Linked DNA regions of Cricetulus griseus: region 2 is linked to region 1. The links are chromatin contacts, called in public Hi-C maps. All regions are on one chromosome and are shown on one strand. The core of a region is the stretch at or near the end of the contact, and the rest is flanking DNA. Distances in the headings are between cores, read along the strand shown. Region 1 holds the start of Dapk1 (death-associated protein kinase 1). Region 2 overlaps Dapk1 (death-associated protein kinase 1).

What was found. A called contact is a pair of places that touch in the nucleus more often than the background predicts.
Region 2: a contact with region 1 is called in a Hi-C map of the CHL-YN cell line, with 11 times the contacts expected there. The contact joins the enhancer-like site here to the promoter of Dapk1 in region 1. A contact is called at or near these places in 2 of 8 Hi-C or Micro-C datasets (the CHL-YN cell line and fibroblasts).

What each region holds. Positions count from the first base shown.
Region 1 is chr3:279,765,329-279,768,288 of CriGri-PICRH-1.0, forward strand. It overlaps Dapk1 (death-associated protein kinase 1), which reads left to right and starts at 1,465. Exons shown (of 26, transcript XM_035443025.1): 1 at 1,465-1,526. The coding sequence starts at 1,465.
Region 2 is chr3:279,893,946-279,896,658 of CriGri-PICRH-1.0, forward strand. Dapk1 (death-associated protein kinase 1) reads left to right here. Exons shown (of 26, transcript XM_035443025.1): 17 at 1,040-1,138. Among named protein-coding and RNA genes, the nearest start is that of Trnak-cuu, 6.9 kb to the right of the region's middle. Within about 2 kb of position 1,281, at least 2 of the 6 cell types and tissues checked have open chromatin away from gene starts, as enhancers often do.

The DNA.
Region 1 (2,960 bases), core at 215-2,714:
CCACAGTTGAAAATATCTGATGAATCAGTTTGAGCAGTGGTGTGGGTTCAAGGAGGAGTTTTGGCAGTTCTAGAAGTCACATAGAATCCCCGGTTGGAACTCTCCTCAGCTGGGAGTACTGTGAGAGACTTATTGGAAAATGGATGGACACCGATTTCACGGGTAGACCTGGAGTCTCTTGGCCGGTCCTCAGCAATCTAGTGAAAGACACGTGGGTACTGTTGTGACAGTTAAAAAAAAAAAAGACAGTGTAATTGATTTTTAATAAAGTTTTATTTAACCTGGTAGAGCCAAAGCACCATCGTTTGGACATGTACCTAATATATAAAAAAAAAATATGTCTACGGCGTTTTTCATTCGTATTTTCATACTGTCTTAGACTCTGGTGTGTATTGTACGCTTAACGTAGTTCAAGCAGGACTTGCTGTTTCAACCGAGCGACCGCTGATAGGACTGAAAGGACTCTCAAGCTTTGTCGGATTTCTAATATCTCAGCCTTTTCCGTTGTGGATCGCATGCCTTGCCTTCATCCTGGCTCAAAACACCTGTCACGGAGACGCACCCTCTGACGAGGCCTCTGTCGGTTTTGTTGTCAACACAGAAGAATAGAGCAACCTCATTTATAAGCTATTTGTTTGCTCGTTTCCATAAGGGTGTGGGAGTCTCCAGGGCAGGACTATATTGATTTATTTTTTTTAAAACCTGGTGTGTGTGTGTGTGTGTGTGTGTGTGTGTGTTACGGCACGGAGCACACCGCCTGGCCTACGCGGGTCGTTGGGTTCACAGTTTGGGAACGAAAGCCTCGGATTTCTTCGAAGCGGGCGGCAGAGGGCAGCCGGGCGCTAAGTCACAGGTGGGGCGCGCGCTCGGTGCGGGCGAGTGGGTGTGTGCGGGGTGCGCGCGGCGGGGCGGGAGCGCGGAGCCGGGAGGAGCCGCGAGCCCAGCGGAGGAAGAGGACAGGGAGGAGGTGCTGCTGGCTGCGTCCCGAGGCTAGGAGCGCCTGGGACTGGGACCCGCCACGGGGCGCAGGGCGCTGCGGGGCCGGGTGAGTGGCCGGCTCAGGCAGCGAGAAGAGCGGGAGGGCGGCCCCGGCGCGGGGGAACAGGTGGCCCGGCCGAGCGCTTTGTGTCTCTTCCCTCCGCTGTCCCCGCGTAGTCCGGAGGCGGAGGCAGGAGCCCGGGAGCGGCAGGCACCGGGCTGGGGCGCGGCGTTGTGGGGCGCGGGGGTCCCCCAGCCTGGGCTTAACAAAGGGCGCGTGGCCCCAGCCCGCGGGAGGCCTGGAGATCGGGGCCGAGCCCCGAGCCCCCAGTTTCCTTGAGGTTTGCGGTTCCATTCTTCTCCCCATTTCTTTCAGAGGTCTGCGGCTTGGTGCATGAGGGGCCCGCAGCGGCGCGGCGGCGGTGGGGATGGTTCGGGCCGCGGAGCCGGAGTGGCCTGGGCTCTGGTGAGGCGTGACAGTCTATCATGACTGTGTTCAGGCAGGAAAACGTGGACGACTACTACGACACCGGCGAGGAACTGGGCAGGTACCAGGAGTGGGGGGCGGAAGCGCGCGGTGTGGGGGGCAGTGCGCGGTAAACAGACTCTGCGTAAGCCAGGCATGCCTCTGGCCCTTCTCTGGGATGTGCGGATGGTAGAGGAAGCAGTACCTAACGCGCGAAGGCCAGGGACCTGGAATAAACTGCCTGATCCGAGGGGTGGAGAGGCAGTCCACAGTGCATTTACTGCGTACGGAGAGTGTGGTCAGAGCCCCTGGACCTGAACAGACCTCATTGTGCGCACGAACTCCGGCGAGCCTCTCCCTTCGGAGACAATGAGGCAAAGGCTGAGACTCCAACTGCAACTGGAGGGACCGCCTCTGTGTGATTTAGGCAGAGTACACGTTAATTAATGGGCGTTTAAAATTTTAACACTCACCCCTTGTGCTGAATTTTCAGAGCAACACCAGCCAGGACAGCTAGGTAGGTGTGGGACTTGCCAGATGTTGGCCTCGGATTTTGAAACTTAGTCCATCCAGGAATTTGATTCTTAGCTTGGTAGTGGTGTCTTCGGTGTCATCTATGGCAGCTGTCTATATTCAGAGCCTACCAACACTCTGTAGGAGCTGTGATGCTGAGCAGAGTGTGTTAGTGTCCAGGTACACAAAGATTTCTCTGGCAGCATTTTGTGACTGCTGGGTGACTTTTTTTTTTTTTATCAGTCCACCGACTTTATTCATCTCTGCTTTATGTGAGCAAATAGCCCAGTGTTCATACTATGTTTAAAATTTGGCGTGTGGCGTTTGTATGTTGGCATTGTGACTACAGCAGCAAAAGGATTTATAAACATTTATAAACAAACATAGTTGAAGTTACCATAGTGTGTGTACTGAAATTTGTATTTTTCCATATATACCCAAATGACCTCATACCAAGATTTTTTTTCTTCCTGGAAAGGAAATTAAAAAAAAAAAAGACCCACACCCTCTATTACCTAATAGGATTTTGGAAGACACCTAACTAAAACTTTAAAATAATTCAGATAGCCCAGGAATGAAAAAGATCAGTGCAGGCTTGAGGCATCTTTGAAGCCTGTGCCTAGGGAGAGAATACTGCTATCTTAAATCCTAATGACTGACTGAAAGACAGGGTTCTGAAAGATCATATTTCATGGATATGGTTTAAATTGAGGTTGAGAATGTGCAGTTGAAGTACTTGGCTTAACTGGAATTTAACCACTTTCCCCCTATGGTTCACAGCAAGATGAGTGTGTGGGATTTTCCCAGGGGGTTAGAAAATAAAAAGGGTGAAAAGAAAATTGATTCCATTTCTGTAAGATTGCCAGGTTCTATAAATTATCTTGCAAAAGGAGATGGTAAAAAATGAGGTGAGATGATTGTTTTGTGAATAAAATATATTGATTGACTTTGTTTCCCTTAAGATCCTTTTATGGAATTAGGTGTTAAGCGAAAGGAGGTGGGA
Region 2 (2,713 bases), core at 31-2,530, 130 kb after region 1:
CTGAAGTGTCTTAGTGATTTTTTATTCATTGTAATTTCACTGTATCTTGGTCCCCAAACTTAGCAGCCTCTGAGAAAAACAAAACATGCTTGGAGAGGAATCTCCTGCTCTTAGTCACCAGGGTGTGTGGTTGCTGAGTCCTACAGTACCTCTCCGACTGTGGATTATTCACGTGATTATTTTCAAGGTTTAGACATTAAAAAATATTACTTTATGTGTATGGGTATTTTGTCTGCCTGTATTATTGTGCATCACATGTGTGCCTGATGCCAACAGGGGTCAGAGAGGCTGTTGGGTCCCCTGAAACGAGTTATGGATGGTTGTGAGCCACCGTGCGGGTGCTAGCTAGATCCTCTGGAAGAGTAGCTAGTTCAGCTAACTTTGGAGCCATCACTCCGGTCCCTATTTTCAAGACCTTTGCTTCTTAGTGTAGAGACCACCAACTCCTAAGAGGAGACCTACAAGGACAAGTGCCAATGAGAAGAGAGCTGGCCGCCTAAGGTACTTGGAGGAGATATTCACCTATGTCCTTCAAACCTTAAGGTGACCTTCATTATCCCTGGGGGCTCACTGTGGTGCCCCATCGTGCACGATACACAGTTTGAGAACCACAGCCATAAAATCCATAGTAGGCGTGGCCTCAAAGCAAAGTGCCCTCCACAGCCCTTCTCTTTTTCCCTCCCCAGCCCTGTGAATCAGAACTATATGGGTGCACGTACATATGGATGTCTGGGCATTTATGCGCTTGCCTCTTGCCTTGCTCTCTGCCAGCGCAGCAGGACACTGGGTTATCCTGTGGCTAGCCTCCTCACTCATCTTTTGAAGGTGTATTTGAAGCTAGTCTTTCAACTTCAAAGCACTTGAAAATGTTCTGCCTGGCAGGCTTGCCTCAGTGGGAGCCAGAACCTCCTCTTCAGTTCTGGTGGACACAGGTCCCTTATGTAATGCTGTCTCTCACCCAACAACAATGGCTCCGAACCAGGGTCTTTTACAGGTAACAGCCATGAGAACACTTTTGGTATTTTTTTTCTCTTCCCAGTATGGACGCACTCCTCTCCACCTTGCAGCCAACAACGGGATCCTGGATGTGGTCCGCTACCTCTGTCTGATGGGTGCCAATGTGGAGGCTCTGACCTCGGTGAGTACCAGGCAGGTGCAGGTGTTTGGCTGCAGAGAACCATGGAAACTTCTCATGCCTCAAGGGCACGGGGAGAGAGGCATTGCCTGGCAACTGCATTCTAAAGCAGACAGGCTGCTGTTAAGCTTTAACCCTCCTCTGCAGTCACACAAACATTTGCCCACACAGACCCAGTTTAATGTCTAGTTAATGTTTCATCCTTGTCTCACCTCGCCCGCCCCGCTCCTCCAGCGACCCGCTGGTTCGCACTGGCCTTTTGTTTACCCGTGTTACACAACAGTGCCGCTTAGCTCTCTGTTCCATGTATGGATTTCTCTTTCATAAGTGCTTCCCGTTGGCTCCAGGGCACAAGCCGCCCAGTGCCCTGTAGGAGGAGCTGAATCCCCCCGAGTGGCTGTGGGGGTCATGAGCAGTCAAGAGGCAAAGGGCTGGTTCTACTGCTTAGCATCTGCCTTTGCTGCTGGGCCTGAAAACAACTTTTAAGTAAGATGCAATCCATTTTTCTCACTTGTCATTCAGGCTTAGTATCTCAACAGCAGAAGAGAGACCCTTTGCTCCATATTTCATACCAGAGATAAGAGTTTGGCCAACAGGATGAGTTGGCAGTTCAGTTGCGGCCATGAAGTATTGTTTGAGTTGTTGCTGGCATGACAGTTGACTGCTAGTGTGAAAGGTCTTGACAGTCAGTTGTGAAGGTGATCACGTGGTATTTGATGTGGCAGCCCACTGGAGGCCCTGAGGCAGGAAGTACAACTTTGGTTCTTGGAGATCTTCAAGGTCTAAACACACAGAGCCAAATCCAGCCTGCTGCTTGGTTTTGTAAATGAAGTCTCCCTGTATGTAGCACAGCCACTCTCATTTGCTTACTTGTTGTCTCTGTCTGTGGCTGTTGCAGAGCCCCCAAACATCTGGCATGATCCCCAGAGGGCCTGTGGGCTGGTCTGTGTGTAGGTCTTTTTGGTACCACCCACTCTCAAGATGTAGCAGTTGTGTTCTGTACAGTATTGGGCGCTCTGCAGGTGTAGACGTTAACAGTGCTCTGCATGGAAGGGGCACGCTGCTCAGGGCACTTGTTTACTCCTGCCCTGAGTGCAAGGTCCTGCACCACCTGTGTGCCAAGTCTTTACCCACGGGGCAGTTATCTTGCAGTAAAGTGTCACGTGCATTTTTAAGAGGAAAAATATTTCTCTGTCTCAGATGATGCCTCATAGGGAAAATAAAAAACAAGAGTGACTTTGAAATCCTATCAGATGATGGGGCCAGAAATGTGTGTGGCCTCTCCTCTTTTCCTGTTCCCTAGTGAGCTCATGGACCTCCCCTGTAGTGTCTGTCTCCTCTGTTCCCCCACCACTGCTCTGCTCCTGCCACTTTCTTCTCTGGTCCCTACCTCTTCCAGCTTCTAGAAGGGCTCTTCGGGGTTTTCTATCCACATTGTATAGTTCCTTGCTTAGCCTTGCCATTTACTCAGACATATCATACAGAGAGGATCTTCTAGAAAATGAGAAAGAGAGGTGCTGACAAAAGAATCTTAACAGTCAGTCTGGAGTCACTGAGTGATGATAGACAACAATTGGG